Linked DNA regions of Danio rerio: region 1 is linked to region 2. The links are chromatin contacts, called in public Micro-C maps. All regions are on one chromosome and are shown on one strand. Each heading gives the region's core, a stretch centred on a gene start, on an enhancer-like site or on the middle of the called end of the contact. The rest is flanking DNA. Distances are from core to core; before and after follow the strand shown.

Region 1 (7,872 bases), core at 1,389-3,888, 130 kb before region 2:
TCAAGATCACCAGGACAATGAGTGCCGACAGAAAACAAAAGGCGACGAACGGATTCGATAATATCTGTGCATAAAGATGATGACTGAACTAGAGGGTCATTGGCAATGAACTGGAAAAGATAATAAGGGTGGACGTGTCTCAGTCTCACGCGACGGAACAAATCGTGTATGGTGCCATGTCTGGAGAACGGATCATGGTGGATCCAAGCAAGAAGAGTCTCAAAAACTTGCTCCTCCTCAACGCACAGCTTATCGTCCTCCAAGTAACTCACCAGTTCTGGCAGTGAGAGTTCGCAGAAGTCCTCAGAGACCACCACATCTGAGAAGCTCTTAATGGCCAGCTCTCTCGCTTTTTCATGCAAGCTGGAGCAATGCAGGATTTCGGAGAGGCGGATCATGCTCAAGCAGTTGTCTGCACTGAGTTGGGCCTGCAGGAAGGTCGAACAGGCCTCAAAAAGCCTTCCGTACTGAAGCATCGAGGCGGTCTGAATCAGGGGGAGAACCAGCTCCATGCTGATGCTGATGGACCCTGTGTAGACATACTCCACGATCATTGCGAGGATTTCATGAGGAACTCCTTCAAGGTTTATCCTGGACTTCTGGGTCTCTAGGAAGTTGCTGCAGAACATGGCATGGAAGTAGGGGCTGCTGGACACCAGGACATTGCGATGACATGGGATCTCCTTGTTCTCAGAGCACAGAACAACATCAGTGAGAATTCTGTCCTTTCTCAAGGTGTTCAGCTCCAGTAAAAGGTTGGAGATCAGGTCTTTGTCTTTAAAATGCAGAATTTCTGATACTGGACCATCTAAGCTGTGGGGAAAAAAACAATCAAAACATCTGTAGGTATGACATTTGTCACCTTAATCACAAGCAGTGTTACTAGTATAGATTAAAATGTATGTACAAAAAGATTTTTTTTCTGTAAAACTACTGATTTCTTCCATATTTATGCCATTTAGACCTTCATTTTTCATCAAATAACAAAACTTTTTCGTCCCCATGTTTTTAGACATTTATATTTAAGTTTAGACAACTCAATACCAGCGATTTAAGAAACCAATATTAGTCCCTTTATTAATCTTGGGTCGCCACAGCAGAATGAACCACCAACTTTTCCAGCAAATGCTTTAAGCAGTGGATGTCCTTCCAGCTGCAACCCATCACTGGATAAGAACCATACACAACATACACAGACAAATTTTTTATCTTACCTAATTCACCTATACCAGTCTTTGGACTTGTGGGGGAAACCAGAGCACCCGGAGGAAACCCATGCAAACACAGGGAGAACATGCAAACTCCACACAGAAATGCAAACTGACCAAGCCGAGGCTCAAACCAGCGACCTTTTTGCTGTGAGGCGATCATGCTACCCACTGCTCCAACGTGCAGCCAAAATCCAATATTACATCTCAAAACTTTAATTATGTATTTATTTAAATGTTAAAACAAACCAATAAATATACGTATCCTTTTAAATGATTATGGTACACTTGAGCATAAGTGTAAATTAGTTTTATACTTTAATTAGTTGTGAAATGAAGCAGCTCTGCTATTGTTTGTGCACCACAAAATTCAAAAAGAGCATATTTTTATTCATCTGCATGTGAATGAAGGGATAAAGAAAACTATCCCTCTTCACTTTATTTAATACATAAACTTTTGTTGCAAAACACTTATTTAACAATTCTGCAAGTTCACCACAATCACATTTATCTCAGATTTTTTCCAATTTCTTGAAGACTGACATATAATGACAAGCAAACAGAAAACTCATGCATCTCTCCACAATCTACAGGTGCTGCTTTGCAGGCAAAGTTTCTGCATGGTGCACTGATGTGTCAGCCATATCTTCCCTTACCTTGTCTCAGCTGATTTGAAGCACATTTTAGATAGTCCTCTAAATATTAATCGACCGTCAAACCTCAAGCAAAGTTCAAACTCGTCCTTCTGTTTTCCGAAACTTCTGAAAGTTCTTCACTTTCTCAGTTTGGCAGGTGGATGTTTATAGAGACCGAGGCGAGCACGGGTATGTTATTTGTTGTTGAGAAATCCTTCGAGAGGCCTCAATGTACATTCCAGTCTCCCTAAAAATAGAAACCTCTCCTCTCTGTCAGAACTGCTGGTCCCGCTAACACCTCCTCACCCCTTCTGTTTTTCCATAACACAAGTTTCTTCACTGTCTGCATAGCATGTCTGCATTGCTCCACCACCACGTGTGTTTGTTTACCAAAGCTGTAAACAACCCCACTGCTGCCCGAAAGCTATTCTGAGAGGTTGCTGGATACTTGGAAAGACCCCCATTTCTAAGATAAGCCCATGCTGTGTTACTACTGCAGCCGTTGCTAAACACCGGGATGATGAAGGCTTTAGGATGAGGAGACACAACAGCTGAAAGCTTTTAAGCCAAACATCAGCAGGTAGTCTATAAATTGACAGGCATTTGTTCGGACACAGAATTGCTAGTTGTAGGATACAAAGTTGCATAAGAATCTATAAACAAGTACAACAGTTTAAAAGTACAAAACTTAACAAATGAATGTTAATTAAAGTCGTAGTTTTCATTTTTTTAACGATTTTTAAAGATGTGGTTCTTTGCAAGTGAACGTCTGAGGCCCTTCAAGAAAATGGCGTTAGATCGACAGCGCCATCTTGTGTTATTTCACTGCACTGAGGTGCATTACGCAATACTTGCACGTGTGCTGTCATCTTTTTCACATGCTGTAAACTGAAAGGTTTAACAACTTCAAATGAATACGTTTTCATGTTTCCTTACGATAATATTAGAAGAGTAGGAGAGACTTTACTTTAAGGTCAAATCAAGCAAAAAATGTAGGACTGCATAATATTAATTTTCCAGAATGGGCTTTGTTATTTGTGAGATCTGAAATAACAATTATTACTAGTAAAAATTCAATTGTTGATATCAAAAATGTAATTGTTGATATCAACAATTGAATTTTTGATATCAACAATTAACTTTTTGATATCAAGAACTAAATTGTTGATATCAAGAATGTTAATTGTTGATATCAAAAATTGAATTGTTGATATGAAGAATACATATCCTGGAAGGGAATAAAAGTAAAAACGGCTTGCCATAGGGCTTTGGTATTTGATATATCAATTTATGATAAAACCCAGCTACAAGAGTCTAAAAATAAAAAGAAAAAAAATTTTATAGAGCAATTATTTACAATTGCACAATCTGATTACTTTATGATAACACTAGTCAAAGACAGTAATTCATGGAGTGCAAAATTAACAGCTGTTCATATGATGTAGTCATCGCACAGCATTGAAGTTTACATTTCTTTTAAAAGAACCATATTTTCAATTAATTTTGCACTGATTTAAGTAAAACACAAAACAACATTTTTTGTGCTTGAGTGAAACATGGATGTTGGGATTGTCTTTTCTTTATAGTTTAACCTGTTGGAAAGTGCTCAAAAAAGTAAACAGTTTTTTTCTACAAATATTTTTCAACATTTAACCCCTTAAACTGGACCTCTTTCTTTCTAGAATCCCACATTTATTGTTGATATAATGTGCTAACAACAAGGTCATGTGTTTTATTTGTTGCTTTTCAAGTTGCATGTCAATTGCCAAATGCAAGAATGTGACACAAATTAGTTGAAATGAGACTAGCATTGCTATCTACAAAACTCTTAAACTCCTGAAACACAGTGACTGAAAACTAGATTGTCAGGTTAAGAAATTCATGGTAAACAAATTTCTGCTCCTCCCTACCCATTGTAGGACTTAAAACGAATGACTTGAGTAATTCCTTTGAACTTGTCCTGCAACACCCTTTGTGGTTGGCAGGCAGTGCAGTATATTAACATTAAAGTAATGACAATGCCTTTGATGTTCTATAGCAGACATCTATCTATCTATACATTTGTATATCCATCTCTCCATCCATCCATTCATCCATCCATCCATCCATCCATCCATCCATCCATCCATCTGTCCGTCCATCTGTCCGTCCATCTGTCTATCCATCAATCAATCTATCTATCTATCTATCTATCTATCTATCTATCTATCTATCTATCTATCTATCTATCTATCTATCTATCTATCTATCTATCTATCTATCTATCTATCTATCTATCTATCTATCTATCTATCTATCTATCTATCTATCATCCATCCATCCATCCATCCATCCATCCATCCATCCATCCATCCATCCATCTGCACAGTTTTCATTAAAGAATAATGGCAATGGCATTCTCGCATGTTGGATCTTAAATTCTTTACAGCTGTCTTTTATGAAAATAAGTAATCCCTTGTCTCTTGGCATGTATCCTGAAGTGTAAAGTGTCAGGAGAGCTACTAGTGCTCTAAAACTAAAGCCTGCAGATACTTCTCATTTCCTGCGAGGTACACAGCAGTGCTGACTCTTTTCAGCAGTATCCTCGTTTTACTGTAAATCCGCTGTGTATATTTGTTAATTATCTCATGCTAAGCACTCTAAGCCTCAGGGAGAGCATCAACACTGATCTACACTGCTCATCATAGCAGGATTAAATGAAGGGTAAATAACAGTCAAACAACAGACTGTCATGACCCAATATAATAATTATATAAATGCATTTATTTATTTATTTATTTATTTATTTATTTATTTATTTATTTATTTATTTATTTATTTATCATTATATCATGATTATGGTGATCAATGTAAATTGCAGATGAAAAAAAGAATGACAATTTAATAAAGTAAAAATGTTTCCACATATTAATATATCTACTTTATTACTATAAAATAATTACTTATAATTTTTTTAAATTATTTTTTTTTAATAAATTAATTAAATTATATAATTTTTAATTAATTCAATTTTCATTTTTTATTAATTTTTTACAATTGATTAAACTTACTAAAAAGATAAGTTTCCAACAAAGCAGACCCAAAACACAAAATATAACTTTAAATCTATATACTTTGCCATTATATTCAAATCAATAGGTGTTTAACAGCAAAATACAACGAAATTTAGCAAGATCACTTATTCTTTTACATATTTTAGTGAGTATGTATGTTTTTGCATAAATGTAACCCTGAAATGGTTGTTTGTTACAAAATTATTGGAATATTGAATGCTGAAATACATGTTGTCATTGTTGTTGTTTTTTTAAGTAAGACTATACCCTTAAACTATAGTTTAAGAGTAAATGACTGCAGAGGCAGATGTTGAAAAATAAGCAGTTCATTCTTCTGTTCTGATGCTCCTGCCAAGATTGCTCCGCTTGTCACTTTGTTTCTGATTTAGGCTATTTGGGACTAAAATAACTGTCTAGAAACAGTGGGAGCCAGCTGATAGTCTGGCAACAGCAATCCTCAAAACCTTTCTTGTCTTGCTAAGAGTGTTGCTCTAGCTGGGTCTACATCTGGTCAACATTCACTCTTTGGCACCCCCTAGCAACTCCCTGTGTATATGCACATCTGAAAAGGTTGTAAAGAGTGATTTAAAATATTCACAATAATTTTTTTATTAATACTTTATGCAGAAACCCACCTATATAAATGCATATAAATATTTTATTAATTATATTAAAATGAATATAATGAATAAAATCTAAAATACTGTTTAACATCTGTTAGTGCTGAGAATTGATTATTTATTCAAATTTATTTTGTAAGGCTCTGTGGTGTGATAGAAAAAAAAAACCTTAATAATGAAACAACAATCTGCATCAAAAAATCTAAGCTCGACAAAGGAAGTTATATTTAGTTATACAAAATTAACAAATTCTGGCATGTCATTGGTTTTAAAACACTCTTTACCATCATGTTGTCTTATGTATTTTGGAATCTAGAATGGATTCTTGATTCAGGTCACAGAATGACCTCCGATTCTTATTTTGGACAATAAGGTGTCTCCTGGCATGCAAATACCTACAAGCAATTAGGTTTAGTTCACAGGTAACACTTATTTGAACATGCCAAGAAAACAAAATGAATGTAAAATCATGTCAAATATCTACACTGTAAAAAATATGACCAAATAGTCCTGACAGCATATGTTTTAGGTCATTATAACCTATTAAACCAAGTTAATCATGCTCTAACTTAAGTTTATAAGTTATGCAAGCTGATTTAAGTCAGTTCAATGTTTAAGTCAATAATCAATGTTCAATGGACTCATAAGGTTAATTTTATTCAGCTTAAAATGTTTAAGCAACCAGGATTTTTTACAGTGTATTTTACACACACATGCACACACAACATCTGTATATATTAAAAAACAGATATAGATATTAGATAGATGTTAAATGCATAGGCCTAATGTATATGTTTATTAAACTTGTCTTGCATGTAAAAGCCTGCATTGTGCTTGTATACATGTTGTTTCTGCATGATTTATAAAGACAAGCCTTTGTACATTACAGTAATTGGCACTAGCCATCAATCACGAGAAAAGCAAAATGTACGTGTACTAGAATGAAGGCCAGATTTGAAATATATTATGCCACAATGCCTGATGCTTTCTGAAGAGCACTTTCATCTTGTGTTTCCTATAATGGACTCCTTTGTGATCATTTGGACAACAAACCATCGTAGTACAAGAGGCTCTCTCTATAGCAAAGACAATTGAGGATTATATTTGCATGTTGCTGTGGTATGGAGCATTCAACATTCATGTGCGTGTTTACAATATCGTCATATAAGATAGAATAGTACAAAATACAATTTACCTATTAGGACTTACAAGCTGACCTGTAAAAGATCAGTTTGACATTGATATATTACGCAGTTTGCTTCACTCATGCACAAATTTAAGGGAACATAGCAAATAGTGAGATAGCAAATTGGGTCATGGTGTGTCAGATCTGAATGACCTACTTCTTCCGGGGCTTTTTAAATTTATTTTTTATATATGCCCTGAAGAGAATGTGCTACTTTTAAAAAGTGGTGGCAAAAGTTTTGGTCACCATCACCACACAATACGCATACAGTTTAAAGTGTCTAGACAGAAGAGAAAGAGAATGTTTAAGGAAACCCTGGTGAAATCACACAAAAACAACTGGAACGTTCTCCATTAAATTGTCCACACAAAAGTGTCTTTATAATAAGCAAATATCTCCTAAATATAAGTGTTATCAGTGGTATATTTTTTGTGTTGAAAAATAATTTAAACAGATGTTGCTAAAATGAATGAATTGAATTTTACATTGTAATTTAAAAATATCTCTGTTTTGGAATGATGGGAAAAACATTTGAATATCCCTCATATTATATCCATATATTCCCCATTTGGCTTTGTACCCAGATTTCCCCACTTAAATTAGGAGAATTGGATTGCAGGAGTGGAGTTTTAAAGGTTTGTTGGACTTTTCAGGAATGCTTACCTCTGAAATTGTGAAATCATTTGAACAAATTAGAACAGAGTTTGATATTCCCTCTGAAGACTTTTAAAAAATATAACATTTTATAGAGTCTCTATTAAAGCAAAACCAGTTTTGTTTTAAATTATCGGAACTAGAAGAAACCATGCTCTCAGTCAGTTTTTTCAAGAGCTCATTTTTAAATTAAATGCCTTATTAGTTTACTCCTATTACTCAGTTTATAATTCCTTGAAACCATTATGGCAACAGGACCTATTTAATCCAATTCAGCTTCATTTGTATAGCGCTTTTACAATGTAGATTGTGTCAAAGCAGCTTCACATAAATGGTCATAGTAACTGGATCAGGGTAGTTCAGTTTTTAGTGTTTAAGTTCAGTTTAGTTTAGCTCAGTTCAGTGTGGTTTGAATCATTACTGAGAGTCCAAACACTGAAGAGCAAATTCATCGATGAGTAGCTTTTCTGATCCTGAACCATGCAAGCCAGTGGCGACAGCGGAGAGGGAAAAAAA
Region 2 (7,066 bases), core at 1,680-4,179:
ATCATCTGAAGATGTGATATGGACAACTTCATAATCAGCATCTACAGCGTTATGCTCCTCTACTGTGTTGTTACAGTTAATATCTTTCTCTTGAACTTGAACGTCCGAGATGTCCTGAGCCTGAAAAACAACACTGTCAACATGGTCCTCCTGGATTTTCACAGTGTGAATGGCGGTGCTCATCTCAGGCTTCTTCTCCATGATGTCAAAGAAGGCGTCAGTATGACAGAGCTGATGTGACTGCAGTGCTGATGCTCGCGAGAACCGGCGACCACACTGCTGACACTCAAAAGCTTTCTTCTTGAGCTGAATAACTTGATGAAGGAAAGATTTTGCTGCCTGCTCTTCACTGTGTGCCAGACGCTGATGCTTATTGTAGAATGTGAGCGAGGTGAAGACCCTGCCGCACTCTGAGCATTTATATGACTGGTTATTGCAGACAAGTTGCTCCCGTCTTTTATGCCAACGCTGGTGGCACAGCAGAGCCACAGAACTAATGAAGGTCTTACCACATTCAGAGCAGACAAACGGATGCTTAATTTCCTCCTTCACCTTTCCATCTGAACAGCTGGTTGAGAACCTCTGGTGCGTCCCGAGGCCACACATAGTACGGAAAGATCTGCCACAAAAGCACTGAAAAACCTTTTGCTCTTGCTCCTCTGTCTGTTCAGAGCTGGTACCATTGTTCTGATCTTGAGCCGAAGCTTCATTAAGCGACATAGTTTTCTCAGTTTCGAAGGTTTTTGATTTTACCAGCTTTACCTCATGACAACGGCGATGTGCGTCAAGAGCCGAAGCCCGAGAGTAACAGCGTCCACAGGTCGGGCATTGAAATGACTTTTTCTTTAAGTGAGCAATCTGATGAAAAACAGACTTTGAAGCCTGTTTATGTGAGCGCTCGTGGTTGAGACACTGACCAATAGTGGAATAAGTTTTGCCACAAACTTTGCATTCAAAAATCTTCTGCCGCGCTGCACTAAAGCTGTTACCCGTTTCGCGTTTAATGGCTTGATTACGGTGTTTCATTTGATGGTTGAAAAAACCTTTTGAGCTTGAAAACTTCTGTCCGCACAGACCACAGAATAATGTTCTCCGACCTCCATCTGTCGAGATGAGCAGGTGATCCCATTGCGAATCAGTGTCCAGGCAGACTATTGGGCCATCGTGGATATGCTCACTGCGATGCTCTAGGTAATCCTCCTCATTCCCAAAGGCCTCACTACAATCCTCACAGCGAAATGGCCAATCTCCTAATATAGAAAGAGAAAAAAAGAGAGGTCAGGGTGACTCCTGTTGCTACAGGATAGAAATCTCACAGTGTGAGCAGGGCTTAAGGTATGTGTAAGATTATTACATGTTTTTCACAACTATTGTTTTTAGTTTTTTAGGGCAACAGTATGTACATTCAATGGAGAAATAAGTTGTTTCTTTTTACCCAGACATTTAAAAAGAACTTATTTTAGACCAATAATCATAATACTACAATATTTTTTATCCAAAGTTATCTCATGCTGTCAGAATCTTATACCAGCCCACACCTAATTGTAAATAAAACCGACTGCAAAAAATCTTTATGTTTGAACAATTTATATGGGAGAAAACCTATAATAAACTTAAAGTGGAAAAACGCAACTAAAGGTTTTTATGAGAACAGCATAAAATACTAAAATATTAAAAATCTACAGTACAATGATCTGAATGTTTTTGCAGAACTGTAAATATAGTTCATCAACATAAGCTTTGATTAAATGATCTGTTGCCAGGCAACGGCAGAACAATTCAGTCTTACTCCATTTACTAGTTCCACATTAAATTGTGTCAAAAGCCTAGTTCAACAAGCTTTATTAATACATTTGTAAAATGTTAAAAATCCCAAATATATTGCAAAGATACTTTGAGACGTGCAAACACTGTGATTTAAAACAATATTTCATATTATTTATTTATGTTATTTCACACATGCAATGTGCAAGTAAAGCCTGCCATCTACTGACAAGTCAGTGTTATTTCTATCTAATTTAAGATGGAGCAGATTTTATGAACGAGCAGCCAAATACAATGACTGCACAATTGGTTTTCAAAAAGTCTTTTGGTCTTAAATTAAACCCTCGCCTTTGTGTCAGCCAAAATTAGCCAACCCTATTCTAAGGAATCATGACAGCCAGCAAGCAGGACATGTCTGAAACAGAAATTCCTCGTGGTCATATTGTACAGTTGCTGCTGTTTTGCCTTTCCCGTGATGACTCGTGATACTAACGTTCAAAACGATTCCAGCTGTTTTAGATAAATAGTTAGATGCAAGACTTTATTATGCAATACTACATGATGACAAAACATATTGTGGGTTGTGGATATTCAGATGTTTAAATTGTGAGGTGAAATTATTTTGGGGCTGATATTATTTTCCAGCTTGACATGATTTTAAGGTAAAACATAACTGACCGAGGTTACAGTCAGAGACGCTGTCAACAACAACAACAACAACACAAAGTTGCTTACCCTCGACACTTTCACCTCTCGCAGACGAGTCTCGTTTACTGGTAGACATAACAGCCACATCTGCGTCCTCAGCCTCGTCCACATGTACAATTACACACTCGTCTTCCTCCGCCTGCTCTACTTTAATCTTCACGGCTGAAACTGCAGCAGCGTCGGCGTGGTCCTGGGCTTTGAACGCAAGGCCAGCGGGACTATATGCCATTTCTCCGTTTGTGTTTTTAGCATTGCTGTCTTTGCTATTGCTCACTGGATCGATATTCATCTTCTGGGCCGCGACATTCTTATATTCAGGGGACAAACTGTCTTTATTTGACTGCAAATTGCACTCCTCTGCAGAATTAACCGCAGCCATAATGTGGAAGGCAGCGCACTTTTCGCGGTAAAGGGGAGAGTTGATGTTGGGGGGAGGCAAACCCTCGAATCCTACTATGGCGAAAGCTTATCTCATGAATATTAATTAGGCTACGTTCCCTCTGGCTCCAGGGGGGTTAGCAAGCAAAGTCTGCCTGAACCACTAAGCTGTGGCATGAACATCACATATAAGCTATGTATGAAAACCAGGTGATTATTATACTATGTAACGTTACATTTATTTCAACATGTAACGTTTATGAAGTGTTTCGTAATAATAAAGCTACATGTAAAAATGGGCGTGGCTTAGCGGCCCGGACGTTGTTTATAATTTGTCGGGTCATTTAGACAAGATTATTTATTTTTTTATTATTTTTTATTTTTACTGTGCGATTTTTGAACATGCTGTCCATTTGATTTATTTAGCGTTACTTGTAAAGATATTGCAATGGTAGTATGATAACATACAAATCGTTTACTATTTTCCTGTTCAGTGTTTAAATATAAGATAACGCAACGAATCATGAGATTATGAGGAATCATAAAAAAAATATAAGATCAGATTTCAGCTCACTACCCTACTTGAAGAGTAGCCTAATGCTTTCTACCTAATTCAAATGGCTAACATTTAGGCTAAAGATGTAAGAACAGCAGAGGATTTTCTGAAGGAATGTTTAAAGTTGGCTTTAAGGGACATAAAAATCATTAAGTCAAATAAAACCTTTGAGAAGTCTTTACAGCTGCACCAAATATATGTGTGTGCCTGTGTGATCGTACAGTAATAACAAAACACTTTTTAGATAACACTAATAACTCTAGCCATGAACTAGTTTGAGCATACACAATTCCGCCCAGAGACATACTTGGTAGTAAAATCCTGGCATTTTGCTGACTTGCAGTTTTAATACACATAGTTTTAACAGCATATTCTTCTGGTACTGTGTTGTATTACAGGGGTAAAGTGATCAAATGTGTGCATTTTGTTAAATGCTTGCATTCACTTATTATTACTATCAACAGTAAAAAAAAAATAAACAAATGTAAATATTTTAATACACATGATTAACATTTTTGTTTTACTATTTGAAATACTTAATTATTATTTAAAATGGTTTTAGAATTTGTTATATTTTATTTTCAAGGACACATACATTTTAACATGTTTTACTTTTAAAACACTCCACAGTCATTATGAACCTGCAAACTGACCATCATCATATTGCTTGTAAATAACAATAGGACAAAATTCTGTATTAAATAAAATAAAATGATCAATCTTAATTTATTATGTTTACCTTAAACCAGGGGTGTTCAAACTCGGTTCTAAAGGGCCGATATCCTGCATAGTTTAGCTCCAATGTCCTTCAACAATTTAATTGGAATTGAAACCAAAATATGCAGGACACCAGCCCTCCAGGACTGAGTTTGGACACACCTGCTTTAAACTAACACTCTAGTTACTTTATTTTATTAATTTAATTCATGAATTTTTTTTTGGTTCATGGTTTATTAAGTGTAACAAAGCACAGGAAACTTGAATAGGTGTTCCGCTGGAAAATTTAATAACTGAATAAAAACATGAATACATCTTAAGTCTTAAACAAACACTCCAGCAGCTTAACAGCAATGTACAACAGCAATGTACAGTAAATCAATGGATAGACAATCTAAACCACCTAATTTTTTATTTTGTGTGTATATCATTTCTAAAAATCAAACTCAGACGTCTCGCTGTGCGTGTTGCATATAATGCATCTGTAATTCTAGTTCTCCAGGCAAAGAACAACCACAAATCATGCACTGGAACAGGTGATCTGGGGCGAAAGGTAATTTATTGCCCATTTTGTGAGGCTCAGTTTGTTGCGCTAACTGAGGTAAGTTTGTTACTTGTGGCAGAAGTGCCATCTCATTTATGGTACCCTGTGAAGTGAAGAAGATGCCTTGAGGCAATGCACCTTGAAGAGGCCTTCCAACAGAATGCATTGGATGTGGAGCAGATAAATTTAGACCTGGTGGAGGAAAAGGGGGCGAGATATAAGTTGGAGGCTGATTAAGTGGAATACGTGGACCAGAAATTAGTGCTACGTGTTGTTGTGCCTGGATGTGGCCTTGTGGAACTGGCCCGTTTACAAGGGTTTGAGAAACAACTGGAGCAGCTTGAAATCCCCACAATGGAGGTCTGTCCCCAAGAGGAAAACGAGGTGGCGAAAAAGGCATGTTCACTGGTCCTATCTGGGTTGGAGGACCTGTACTAACCCAAGTAGGAGGTATCTGAGCTTGTTGCACATGAATCTGCTGTTGTAGCTGCTGTGAAATTTGCATTTGCTGTGGCAAATGCTGTATTAGTCTGTTTTGCTGCTTCTCTAATGCATCCCCAGGTAATTCTTGTAAGCTCACAGGTACAGACATTTCTAGAGTTGTTTTCATACCCCATGGATTAGTATTCGGTAGGCAGGAAGCACCAGTAGACAGCACAATACCACTAGTTTTACCCATGTCTGATGTAGCAACCCCAGATGAATCAGGCATTTGTAAATCATGAGACAGTTTATTAGAGTCGGCGATGGTTGGTGCTTCTAAATCAACAGTTCCTTTACCATCTGAGGAGTTACTAAACAGCTCTGGCTTGCCTGTTTGCAATGGATCACAGATAACTGGCCACTGCGATGGTTGCAGGTCCTGAATAGATCGCTGGGACTGTATTTTCACACCAAAAGTGGAAGGCCTGTCCATGTGGTGTTGCGATTCTGAAGAGGCTTTCTGCAGTGTAGAGTTTGGTGCATTCATCCAGAGTGCAGGATGCTTGCCTTTTTGCTCTATCTCAGATGAATTTATGTCTGAGAAGTGATTAGGTTGTGCTTGAGGAGATTTCTGCTGATGCATGAGCTCGGGAAGACCATCACATTTAGGCAATATTGTCTTATGATGAGTCCCTGTCCAGTGAATATGCACTGTATTAGTTGGCTGGGCTTCCATTAAACTTGCGGACTTCTGCGAGTGCAGCAGCTCTTCTGACGATGTTGATGATGATGGTGCAATTTGTATCTGCCATTCTGGCTGTAACTGAACTTGCTGCGAATGATTCCCCGGCTGTGGTCCTCTATTTGTACCAAACTGCTGCTGAACCACATTTGGCAACACTGTTTCTGGTATGATTCTATCAGGTAGAGGCGGCGTCCTTCCATTGTCTCGATCTAACCTCGGCCTACCTCTTCTGCCAGGGCCTACTCTACCTCTTTGAGAATGTATGGAGAATGAGTAACTATGACTCGGACCTTGACGCTTTCGCACATGAATCTTTTGATGCACAAGCAGGCTACTGAGCCAAGGGAATGACTTGTGGCACTCTTGACAGCGGTGGGGTCTCTCCCCCGTATGAGTGTTCAGATGGTCTCGGAGCAAGTAGGCCAAAGCAAAGCTCTTGTCACACATATGACACTTGTAAGGTTTTTCACCTGTATGGGAAAGCATATGTCGCTGAAGCTGATTTTCGTCGCTGTATCCCTTCCGACACTGTGTGCAGCGAAATGGCTTTTGTTGATGCAGCCGTTGGTGTGTTTTCATGTTATGATGAAATGCAAAATCTTTACCGCAGTCTGGGCATTTGTACGGCTTCTTCCCAGTGTGGATAATCGAATGCTGCTGCAAATAGCTACTAAACCTAAAGGACTTTTTACACACTTGACACTGGTAACCCTTGTTGTGTATGCGCATATGCAGCTCTAATACTGACCGGTAACGAAAGCACTTTCCACAGTCTCGACACCTGAAGGGTTTCTTGCCTGTCTGGTCCTCCAATTCCCCCACTGCTGACACACGGTCATGATCTGCCTCATCCACAGCAACATCATCCTGCTTTTCAAGTACTGCTTTCACCTGATTCGTGATATGTGTCGCGTTTATGCCTAAAATGTTTGTCATGTGTGTTTGTGAATGCGCTTGTAGTTGGGATTCTGTCTGGAATTTGAGAGAACAGCACTGGCATGCATAGACCTTATCAAATTTTTTGCCATTAGTCATTCTTTCATATTCTGCTTCATGAATCAACATGTGTGATCTCAGATCAGATGCCTTGTAAAATATTTGAGGGCACAGTGGACAGTTGCGCTGCTGCTCAACACTTGCATTCTCTTTACCTACTTGCCCCACAGCAGATACATTATGGTTTATACTATGTGCTTCAGACCTAGCGGAGATCTTTTTATGTTGGCGAAAA

What was found. Hi-C and Micro-C count contacts between places; a contact is called where the count stands out from the background.
Region 1: a Micro-C map of caudal fin shows a contact between it and region 2, with 2.9 times the contacts expected there. The contact joins the promoter of klhl38b here to the promoter of si:ch211-261d7.6 in region 2. A contact is called at or near these places in 2 of 18 Hi-C or Micro-C datasets (caudal fin and an unstated tissue).

What each region holds. Positions count from the first base shown.
Region 1 is chr16:26,535,707-26,543,578 of GRCz12tu, reverse strand. It overlaps klhl38b (kelch-like family member 38b), which reads right to left and starts at 2,638. Exons shown (of 4, transcript XM_686705.9): 1 at 1,865-2,638; 2 at 1-813. The coding sequence starts at 1,890.
Region 2 is chr16:26,407,593-26,414,658 of GRCz12tu, reverse strand. si:ch211-261d7.6 reads right to left here and starts at 2,929. Exons shown (of 3, transcript XR_012391634.1): 1 at 2,500-2,929; 2 at 1-1,250. zgc:66448 reads right to left here. Exons shown (of 2, transcript NM_199800.1): 2 at 4,390-7,066. The coding sequence ends at 4,570.